Linked DNA regions of Mus musculus: region 2 is linked to region 1. Evidence: chromatin contacts called from public Hi-C data. All regions are on one chromosome and are shown on one strand. The core of a region is the stretch at or near the end of the contact, and the rest is flanking DNA. Distances in the headings are between cores, read along the strand shown.

Region 1 (6,283 bases), core at 1,420-3,919:
CATGGTGTCTTATAACCATCTGTAATGGGGTCTGATGCCCTCTTCTGGTGTGTTTGAAGACAGTGACAGTATACTCATATACATAAACAAATCTTACAAAAAAATAAAAAAATAAAAAGACACACCCTTTAAGCCAGGGAAATCAGAACCTATTCTAGGAACCTCTAGTCAAATGGGTGTTCTTTTACCACTGCAGTTAGTCAAGAGTGTAAGCCTAAAGCTACGGGACCATAGCTTGGTATTACTTGCAAAGATCCTTTCTGAATAAACATAGCCAAGAAAGAAAAGGGAAGAGTGTAGAAAGGAGAGGTTCCTGACACTTATTGAGCATTTAGATCCAGACCTGACCTTTTAGGTTCTATTAGTCAATAAACATCTCCCTTGTGTCTTCTCTGTCTCCTTCTCCTACTTGGGTTTCTCTTACCTAAAACTGAAAAACTCACACATTCAAAACAGCAATTTTTCTCTCTCTCTCTCTCTCTTTTTTTTTTTTTTTTTGGTGTTGGTTTCTATTTTAGGAATCAAAAAGAAAAGGAAAAAATTAAGTAGAGCTTAGTACAGCAGAGAGAATCCAAGGAACAAAATTAGGAAGCCAGGTGTTGAGTATGACAAAGAAAGACTATGAATCAGGGCAGTGTGGTCTTTGCAAATGGGTTTGTATTAAGTAACTGCTTAAATCTTTCAAAGCCTAAAACTGCACAGCTTTATGAATCAGTGGACTGCTAGATAGTAGATAATAGCCCAAACAGTATGCATCAGAAGAGAACACATGATAATTGACATTACAAGAAAATTATACTGAGTTTTTTGTTTTAGCAACAGCAACCACAACTTGTTTGATTTAAAAATAAGGACTAAGCAAGAAAATTTTATGATGAGGGGATTTAATAAGTAAAACAGGGGTAGGGGGATAACCTTGATAGTAGGTTATAAAAGTTCACTTCTCACAGAAAATAATGAAATCTCTTAAAATTAAGCTTGGCATTGTTATTTTAGTAAAGTTGACAAACTGAGGTAGTAAACTAATCACACACACACATTCTCTCTCACACACACTCACGTAGTCAAAACACACACACCTACCTAATAACCAACTTGTAAGCAAAGAAAAGGCAAACTGAAACGTTTCAATCCCTCCCCTAAGTTTAATAAGAGAACTAAGCATTAAGGTTACTTTCCTTGCCACTGCTGGAGGCCAGGGAGAACAGACACTACGTATGGTTAGTGGCAGTGTCTTCCCTCAAGTTTGGAAAGTTACTCCAAAACCTGCGCTCATTGCCATTCTGAAAAGGTCTTTCTTACACTCTCCTCATAGTTTACATCCCGCAAACCATGTATTGCAGCACTGAACCCTAAGTGCATTTGCAAACAGCAAGGCACACGTGGAAACCAACCCCAGAAGGTAATTTACAGCAGGAGGGGCTGGCGCGGGGTGTGTGTGTGTGTGTGTGTGTGTGTGTGTGTGTGCGCGCGCGCGCATGTGCAGTCAGTCGGGATTCACCCTCAGTGACTTTGGATTTGGATAATTTGCCACCTTTTCACAAAGGAAAATATCAACTATACAAGTAAATAATTCCCAGTAAAGTGGGCAACACACTTCTTTGACTGAATAAGGGTATGGGTCTTTGTTCCCTTGAGCAGTTACTTCGCCCTTGAGATATTTTTTCTTTATAGGAAGTAGCAACTGTTGAACTTCATTGCAATATTCAAAACCTGAAGTATTGTTCCAGCATTAAGAACACAATGCTACATTTTATGGTCAGCTTGCAAATCCAACCTGCATCATATCAAGACCTAACTACAGGACTCTGAGAAAGAAAGTACTATAAGTAAAAGCCAAAAAAAAAAAAACACACATTTTAGGCAAAGTCTACAATTTTTTCACAACAGGCCAATTGCCTCCTCCTTTAACATAAAAGAAAGAAGATGAGGATTCTGTACCAGAACACAAATTTCTTCAGCTTCTTATGGTCCCTCCATAGTTAAAATTACAAATATAAACAAAATAATACAGACAATTCTAATATGATTAACTACAAAGCAGATTTAAGTATTAATCTCCAGAAGTTCACATTTACAATCACAAAGTATAAATCCAGAAACAGCAAACACAACAAGCAGCACGAACGTAGCCACAGGGACTCCTAGCTAGTCTACAAGTCTGCAAGTCCACTGTGTGTCTACACTGCCACACTGAGTCATCAATTCTCTAAGATTCTTCTAGGAAGACTTCCTCAGCTGTACTAAAGCAGCTTTCCTATACTCAGCAAGCTAAAACACATCCATCATTCCACAGCCACTCTACCAGCCCAAGGCCCGGTGCCTTTTAAGGTTTGTTTTATTATTTTTCTTTGTTACTAGCGCATTTCACTATGACATTTCCTCATAGAGGTACCGTTGTACTTCCTTCTGAGTCACCTCCCTCCCTAAACAGTTCCTCTTCTGCATTTCTGTGTGGAGCAGGTTCCACTCTTCCTTTCACCATCTTCCCTTCAGATCTCCCTCCCCCAAAGGGTATGCATACCTCCAAGCTAGGTTCTTCCCATGAGAGAAAACACGTTTTTCTGATCAGATTTGTTTTACTTAAAGTAATGACTTCTAGTTCCATTCTCTTCCTATAAATGCCATGATTTTATTTTTCTTTACATTTAAAAGCTTTGAGAAAATTAAATTGTAAAAATTTTAAGGAAATGCACAGCATTATAGTTACAAAACTAGCAATCTCTCTCTGGAGATTTTAAACTTAGACTGGAGGTTAAACACTCCAAGATTTTAACCTGGAGGGTTATTAAACACTACGATTTGTAAAGAAAAGCATAAAACTGAGAAGCCTTTCAAAACCATCAGCAATAAATATGGAACCTTTTGCAGTTCAGAATCTGTAAGCTTGATAATATACAAAGAAATTTAACAACACACCAAGGGACTTGTTTTTACTGTAAATGCTGTCATGAACTGATTGACACCGTCACGAATTCTGATCACTACAGTTCACTTTTCTGGGCCTTGATGTCATCTGTAAAGAAGCATTCCTGGAGTAGGGATATCTGAAAGCTTTTATCTGGATGTAGGTTTCTAATACTATTGTAGCTTAAAATGCAAAAGCAACCATTAGTAAAACACAGCTTGGTCAACAGTATCTGTTCATAAGTTCTTTCTTGTTTTTTAAATAATCGAAAGAATAAAGGTAGGATACACATAAGGATTCTGCTTTAGGTCCGTGTATAAACTTATCCAAAACACTTGTCTAGGTATATTAACTATGCAACAGGTACAGTAGATCCTACTGATGTGGCTGTAAGATGCTAAATTACTTAAGGAGTCTTAGTATAATGCAATGGCTAAACATCAAATGCACCAGCTACAGCTCTAACAATGTGCACAGCCCTGCATCTTCTATGTCCATTAGTCTATCATTTTCACATGGAAGAAATGGTCAAGAGATGGAGAGTGCCAAGAAAAGTTCTATGGAGGACACAAGTATTATTATTACATTTTACCAAATGACACTAGAGGCTTCACATTTCACTCACAAATACCCCCTACCTTGTAACATTTCCCAAGACTTCTTGTCACTTCCACAAACACCCTCCCCTCCCTTCTAGAGGGAAACAGAACTGTTGCCACCAGGCTGTAATGACTAGTGTGTCAAGACCTCAGTTTCTGACATGGGTCTCCTGCACCTAACTTGACTCCTGCGTCTAACCTGGATTCCTGCATTTACCCTGGCCTGGAAACAGAGAAATTTACAGGAAAGTTCAAGTGCCCAAGTCTTGCTCTTACCCTTGAACATAAGGAAACAGACCACCCCAGCATCTTATCACTCTATACACACGCTGGCAATTCTGAAGAAGTGAAGGAAAAAGAATGGAGATTGACAGCAGAGCTTAGAGAAGCCTAAACCATTTCACAACCATTATTTGTCTCAAGTGAAAATCCTTGTCTGAACTAGCAAACAAACAGAAACAAAGCAAAACAAAAGGTCATGTAGTTTAACATGATGAATGAGTCAAACAAGGGCTGAGGGATATAGCTTACTGGTAGAATATGTGTCCATGTACAAGGCCCTAGGCTCAATCCTTACCATTACAAAAGGGGAATGAGAGAAAGAGAGAAAAATGAAAACATCAAAACAACAATAAACAAACAAACAGAAACAGAAAAAAATGTCAAGTAGCTGAGATTCCTGGCAGGAAATGGCTGAGAGAGTCGCAGGACTTCAAATATTCTCATCCATTTCTCCAAAGCAAACATTGCTCTCTCAAAATACAAGACAGGCCATAGAAGTATCAGGAGTACCACTTACTAGTAATTAAGCTCTTAGTGTAATCAGTTCAAAGTTTCCATCAAAATTATGCATGGCAATAAAAACAAATGAATAAATAATCAGCAAATAATTTAAGGTCTTTTAAAGAAAGGGTCCTTCTTAATTTTTTTTTTTAAAGATGGTGACATTTCCTTGACTCTGTCTCTCAGGCCTCACCTAAATGGGTGGACGGATAGATAGATTTCAGACAGATGGACAGATGGATGGACAGATAAACAAATAAAAATTTTAAATCCCCTTAAAGACAGAGAAACTGCCTGGTATTGGAAACCTAGCCAACTACCTTGGGCTAGGGAAGTCATGCTTCTTGACAGAGAACCTACAACCACTAATTTACTAAATAATATATATAGTCCATAACTATGCTCTAAATTTATACCAATAGATAAGCATAGTGCTTATCCCTCATCAAGGAAATTTCTCTTTGTAGCATAAGGAAAACATTGCAGAAAACCACAACAGTTCAAAACACAGAGTTGTGGAACTCAGTTCCAACTGAGCCATCTACAACACAATAACTGCACCTACAGCTCAGGGACCATTGTAGACGAAGGCTTAGAGACTGTAAGAGGTAGAGGATCTGGGAGTTTGCTGTGAGATTGTCTACTGGCAATGTCAGAAGCTACACCCATAAAGTCTCATCAACATGACTACCAAACATGAGCTGAGCAAGGAGAACAAAAGACATGCCAGAATGGGAGAAAGCTGACCAAGCCTCAACCCTAGACAAAGATCTACTGGTAACTAAGAAATGCTAAGAGAGCATGCCAATTTGTTATCCAAATGGTAAGCCCTAAAAACATATCCACAGGTTGTACTACACATACATACATACTCATGATATAATTTATTACAGTCTCAAAGAACTGAAAAGTCTTAATGTAAAAAAGTTAAATAAAAATGGCTGAGCACATCGCTGGCCCTAAGAGTCCTCCACACTCTAGCAGCTTTCCCTGCAGCTCCTCTGGTTTCCCTGCACTGGTAAAAGTGGATGATATCTCTGCCCTGGCCCTCACTGCTGCACTGGGTAGCAAGATCACATTAATCCTAGGAGACTCTCTTCTACAGTTGTGAAAAGTTCCCCTGCTGATGATTTGTCATGAAAAACCTACTGCTGTGAAAGACCCAAATTCACAAGAGAGAGCCAAGACCTTCAAGCAAGAGAATCTCAAGAGGCTTTGTCAACAGACAGAAGGACCTAGAAAGCTCTTCACTGCACACAGGTCCACTGATATCTAGAAGCCAGACAACGCTGTGCTGTCAAGCAGTTTAATGCTTTAACCTGAAAATTAAAATGGTCCATAATCTTTTCCTGCCCCACAGAGATAATGATCTTGAAGGCAAAGAAACTAATAGATGATCGTATCTAGTCTTAGAGATTTTATCTGACACAGCCTACTTTAATTGGTCAAAAACATATTATGTTCCATATTTCTCTCATAGGTGAAATAAGAGTTTTCATAATTTATTTTCACTAAACAAGAATAAAAATAACACTGAGAGCAAGGATGATGTAAGAGTCAAACAATGGCAAGCTTTCAACTTGTTTTTAAAACTTGTTTATCATAAATTTCACTATTGAACAGAATCAACCCATTTAGATACCTACTGTTCTCAGGTAAGGGGTACTGATTTTTTAAATGGGAGAAATGAGACATAATTTGTTAGAAGTTCCTTTATATTTTGTCTGAAGGCAAATGGAAGCTACCAACAACAATTTATGGTTATGTATATACCACATACATCGAATAACAGAACATCTGAACACTTCATCGGGAGTCAGAGTTGAGGAGTCTCTAGCTTAAATCTGATTTTCTAACACATGACTTTTTTACTGCATTAAAGATGTAATTTTGTGAACTCCCACCAATGAACAAACAGTCTTGATATTCTTGTACAAACTCAAAAGAGTTATAACGACAGGGTTTTTAAAAAGCAGGTGAAAGAGAAGTACAG
Region 2 (5,563 bases), core at 2,967-5,466, 150 kb before region 1:
GTGAGTCTCAATTCCCTAAGGAGATTGTCCGAGTGCGAAGGCAGCTGTGTTGGAAAGGCTTTCTTCTGCTTCCCACAATACATCTGACCTTGTGACAGGCACATAATGGCTGCTTGAGGGTTCCTCATCAAGCTAAATTAAATTGGTTAAAGCAGGTTCTCTGACACAAACAATTCTATGTAACCATTTTTCCCCCTGATCCCTGAATACAGAGCAGTTATTCTGCCAGAGAAAGCCTTAACTTGGAGCTAATTTCACTGGATTTGGGAGGGCCAGAGCCAATCAAGTTGACCCATTTACATTTCTTATTCCACCTCTGCAGGAGGAGCCTGCCTCCTTCCCTTAAGCTTCCTCCACCCCCAGACATCTCAGAACCTAATCACCACCTTCCGAATCCTGCCTGTCAACTTCCACCCCCTCAACCAAACGCACACACCACCTCAAACACGGAACCACAGTCAAATTTTTAAAGTTCAAGAACTGAAAAAGAGGAGCAATTGACTCATTTTCCCTTGATTCAAAGTGCTGAGGATTTTCTAGAACAATTCTGACATCCTTTGTGTGAGTCTTCTCCTGTAGCACAGCAAGCCAAGGGGATCTCGACACGCCGTCCAAGTAAACTGGGTGGGGCTTGGGGGCGGGGATAAACGTACTTCTCACTGCTCTGAGCCCAGGGTCACCTTTCCCCACAGGACTCCGCTATCCTTGCTGCCGGCCGCCTTCCGCTGTACAGTCGGCTTCAGAATCAACTCCAGCCATGATCAATCTTCTGTCACCAGCATAGCTCTGCCTTGGCCAGTGCAAAAGGTGGAGCAATGAATAGTTTTTCTTTTCCTTTCTTTTTTTTCCTCCGTAAATTCCACATTGAGAGAACCTCATGATAATCTCTAATTCGCCCAAGATGGAAAGATATCCCCAATGGAAGGGCAGACAGGCCTTTGGGGCTTTTGACTTTTTATCCCGCAGAGAAAGCTACTCTTTCAACTTTGATGTGGAGACTTTAGCGACTCATCCCCATTTTTTTTCATCGTTTTTCAGAAGACAGCAATGAGAAGACCATGCCCAGCCCTCTGAAAAGCCACCCCCAGCTCCGGCATTTCAGGGTTGTCTCTGGGTTGCTGGAGGACTTTGGAGGACTTTGGGATCCCACTGGCCCTTTTTTTTTTTTTTTTTTTTTTTTTTTTTTTGCAAAAGAGGAAATTCTCTGTAAACCATAATTGCTTTCTAAGGAGAGTGACTCTTAAGAAACTTGAGACCCAGGAAGACTCTGGATATGCAAATGGACCTAGCTAATTGAGGCACAAGGAAGGGTTGAAGGGCTTTAGATAAGTAATAACAAAAAGAGATCCACAGGGGCACCCAACAGAAGAAGAATAGAAGACAAAGAAAAGCCACAGCTAACCAGAAGGGCTTCAGCTTCGTGTATGGGGGAGGGGCAGAATGGCTATGTGAAGGTGTGGACCGTCAAAATAAAAGCCCTGGTATCTGCCTTTCAAATCTGCCATGAAATCTTTTCTACAGACTTCCAGGAATAAGTGGGTCTTATGGGCTTGTGTTGGTGGAACTCGGGGAAGAGGCTGGGTTGTAGGTATGAGTTTAACAGCAGCAAGAGTGCAGCCACAGAGGAAGAAAGTAAGAGTCAGAAGCCAGGATGATTCCCAGAGAACTGTCAAAAGAACTTGGAGAACTGCTGATGTCCTTACCAGCCTGATGGTTCAAGTTCATCTCTCCGGTTGTCAACAGGAAAAAAGACTTTTGTGTGTATGCATGTGTGTATGCATGTATGTACACATATGTGCATGCACACACAGACATGTGCACAAACACACACACACAGAGTTGGCCAAATCCAGGACCAGACACGGGGTATGTCTGGTAGCAACTGACGGGTGCCTCTGGAATGTGAGAGCTCCTCTCTGTAAATGCTGAGTAAATGGAATTTTGGCTTCTGACTGCCAGCGGATTGTCACCATCGATGTAAGAGACAGTTGCTGGATACATCGGGGTGCAGCTGAGAATTTCAAACGCCCCCCCCCCCCCACCCACAGTAAAGAAAGTTGACCAGGAGCATTTCAGCTGATGAGGCACGGGTTTCCCTTGATGGGCCAATGCTTTTAAATAGAATATTTGGAAGTGTCCAAAAACTGAAGGTCCTCAAAGATGGCAGCTGGGTTTCTTTATAGTTACAGCCTCTGTTAACACTATTAAAGAGTGTGTGGACGAGCCCTGGGAAAACTAGTGCAGGAAAGAGAGTGGGAAAGATGAAGGAAAGTCCCTAATTCCTGGGAACCAAGATATAATCCCAGAGAAGAAGGGATGCACCTGATCTGGGTTTCTTGTCACTAGAACAAAACACTGTGATCAAACACAACTCAGGGAAGAAAGCGTTGAATTGGCTCACACTTCCAGGACACAGTCAGTCACTGAGGGATGGATGTCAAGGCAGGAGTGTTCCAGACTGACTTATTCTCTGGCTCCAGCTTAACCTGTTTCCTTATACAACCCCAAATCAACTGCCTAGGTATGGGACTGTTCATGGTAGCCCTATATCAGTTAGCAGTCCAGATGGCACTTATCAGACATGTCCACAAACCTGCCTGATAAAGACAATTACTCAACTCAACTGTCCCTACACCCCAGGTGACCATAGACAATGTCATGTTAACATGCTAACTAGGATACCAACTACGCAGGCACGCCCCTCCTTGGCAAAAGAGACATTCCACGCAACCTCTTGGTTGCCTTGGTGTCAAAAGACCCCAAAGTTTTCCCCTTTCCATGTTCTCTGTCTTTGTTATTTGTTTCTTCCTGTGCATTTTGTAAATGCCCAATAAAAGCCAGACACTCGACTGCATGGACTGCATGTCAGGGGTCAGAGATGAAACAGACAGGACAGCCTGACTGTCCTGGACTTCATACGAACAGCTTCTGAGCAAGGTGCAAGAACGAGGTTGTGTCAGATCCTGCCAAGAGGGTGATGCCTGAAGTAAAAGATCCAGGATGAGAAGGGGTTGGGATAGGGACTGCTTAGTAGCCTGTGGCTGATGAAGGAAGCAGAATGGGAGCAGTGGGTCAAAGCCAACCTAGAGAAACTGCTGGAGAAGACACCTGGAACGGAATGGCCAGTGGATGAAGCTGGGGATGCAGGCCAGCAGGAGGGCCATCAGCTCCCATGGGCCCTGAAAGCCACAACGGGCAGTCATCAGATGCATCAGGAGCCTCCCTCCATGAGCAGAAGGAAGCCATTCCTTCAAGAAGGCAGAAGAAGCAATGCATACTGAAAAAGTCCACCAGAGGGCTCTGTAGGGAGAGTCCCACCCTCTCCTCTCTCCTCCCACAGCTGACACTTCTCCTGTTGGAACATAGAAGCATTGTTTCCCTCTGAACAAAAGCGTCTTTAGCAAACAACCACTGTACTTTAATGAAAGGAAAAGAACCAATAGCCACCAGTACAATAGAGGAGCCCAGATGAAAGACGAAGCTGCCATCCTGATGGTTTAGCAGAGAGTGTATCACCCCTAAGCTCCCCAGATCCCCCATCTGCAAAGCCTATGCTCAGCCCAACTGACATGGTCACCCTCCTTTCCAAGGAGGCAATCTGAGGTAGTTGCCCAGACTACAGGCCAAATGCCAGCTCTTCAAGGGGGCACACTAGCCCAGAAAGCAATGGCTTTAGGTGATTAAAAAAACAAACAAACAAAAACCTTATAGGATGCTGTGGTGTGAACGTAGGAGTGGGAGAGTGGGAGGTGAAGTGAAAGAGCAACAGGGTTTTCTATTTTTGGCCAAGACTGTCTTGTAGGAATTACACTTATTATATTTAAGCATCATTAAATAGAGACAAGAATCGTTCCTGCCTAGCACACCCTAGAAATGTGTGATCACAAAGGAGGAGATTGGCTGAGGTCAGAAGGAAAGGGTTGGAGAACTACTCAGTGTATCAGCTACGTTTTCGAGAGACCTACAGAGCCTGCGAGGACACTCCCAGGAATGAGAGGCAGGAAGGGTTATCCTCTATCTTCAAAGTATTTGAAGCTCTCGTTGGCCTGGGATGCTCTAGCCTGCTAGAGTTCTTTTCCATCTGCTGGAATTAGCCGGTTCTCCTAGGTACTCAAATCATAAACAGAGATTACGAACTAAAAGGGGAACTTGGTGAACTCCAGCCCAAGTGTCATCAACATCCTATGTCCTCCACCTGCTGCTTCCTCCCAGCCACGGAGCCTGACACCTGCCCAGCCCTCAGCAAATGCTTATATGAAGTTTGACAAGGAAACAGGAAGCGCAGCACAGGAAGCCATGGAGCTCAGAGAACAGTGTGTGCAGGGAGAGAGCCAGAGGGAAAGGCAGTGAATGAGAGCTCTCTGAGCTGCATCTGCGCACACAGACACCCCCCCTCCCCCACCCCCATACACTCAACCGCCATTAAGGACACTCTGTTAAACGGATTGGTTCTTTCCTCTCGAATGAGGTAGGAGTCAGAATCTTAGTCCCTTTTGCCTCAAATCCCTCCCCTTTTCCTAGATGGTGCCTGCAACCTCTGAGGACCTCAAATTACAAATTTCAAAACACAGGTTCCAAAGTTCCAAGCACACCTGTTCACAGGAAGCCAGCGATGGGTGGAGCCTTGGCAGGTTCTAACACCTGAGCTTGAGGAGGTCTCTGTCTGTGGAAAGGTTAGGAAGAACCCTTGACTCTGAGAGCAACTGGGCAAAAGCTTGAGTGGACCCTGTCCTGTGAGGCAGAAGGATGCACTTCGGGAGACTGTGTTCTGGCTCACCTTTGTATCAGCTTCGCTCACCAGAACTAAAGCTTGGACCTCCCTTAGAGCTGCTCTCCACAGCTGGAGCACGCTATGAGCAGGTCGTGAAGCACGGAATCAGAACAGCTGTTCTTATGCTTTTTTTTAGCATCTTGTGTTAACCATGCTGTGACTAGAGTTTAAAGACTCGCGGCAGGGCAGGGATAGGCAAGGGTGAATAGTGAAGAAATATGGGGATACGTATTATCATGGTAAGAAGCATGGCAGCACAAAGGTAGACGTGCTGCTGGAGAAGTAGCTGAGAATTCTACATCTGAATTGGCAGGCAGCAGAAAGAGAATGAGTCACAATACACTGAGCCTGGTTTCAGCATCCAAAACCTCAAAGCCTGCCCCTAATGACACACTTCCTTCAACATGGCCACACCTCCTAATAGTATCATTCCCTATGGGGCTATGGGGGCCATTTTAATTTAAAACATCACACTTACCTCTGTTACTATCTCAGGATAATTGATAGTAATCATGATAATAATGATTGCCACCCTAGTAGGTATGAAATGGTACCTCATTGTGCCTTTGACTTACATTTCTCAGATAGCTCAATGTTGAGTCTTGACCATTTGTGTATATAAGAGGGGATTAATCCATAGTCTCCTGATGCTGCACAGGCAGTCTTGAAATCACACTCCTCCTGCCTCAGCCCCCTCTGAGTGCTGGGATTATAGGTATGTGACACCACACTCAGCTTCATTTGTACATTTTTCAGGAGAAATATTTACTATAATGGTTCGGCCGGTTTTAA

The links. A called contact is a pair of places that touch in the nucleus more often than the background predicts.
Region 2: a contact with region 1 is called in a Hi-C map of ECoMG-derived neutrophils, with 2.4 times the contacts expected there. A contact is called at or near these places in 6 of 484 Hi-C or Micro-C datasets (B cells, ECoMG-derived neutrophils, bone marrow-derived macrophages and 2 more), 9 of 130 datasets of targeted methods (the 230-238 cell line, CD8 T cells, the NIH/3T3 cell line and 6 more) and 2 of 9 other capture datasets (adipose tissue and embryonic stem cells).

What each region holds. Positions count from the first base shown.
Region 1 is chr19:32,801,002-32,807,284 of GRCm38.p6, reverse strand. All of the region lies in intron 5 of Pten (phosphatase and tensin homolog), which reads right to left. Among named protein-coding and RNA genes, the nearest start is that of Pten, 47 kb to the right of the region's middle.
Region 2 is chr19:32,952,169-32,957,731 of GRCm38.p6, reverse strand. No RefSeq gene overlaps it. Among named protein-coding and RNA genes, the nearest start is that of Gm36914, 5.2 kb to the left of the region's middle.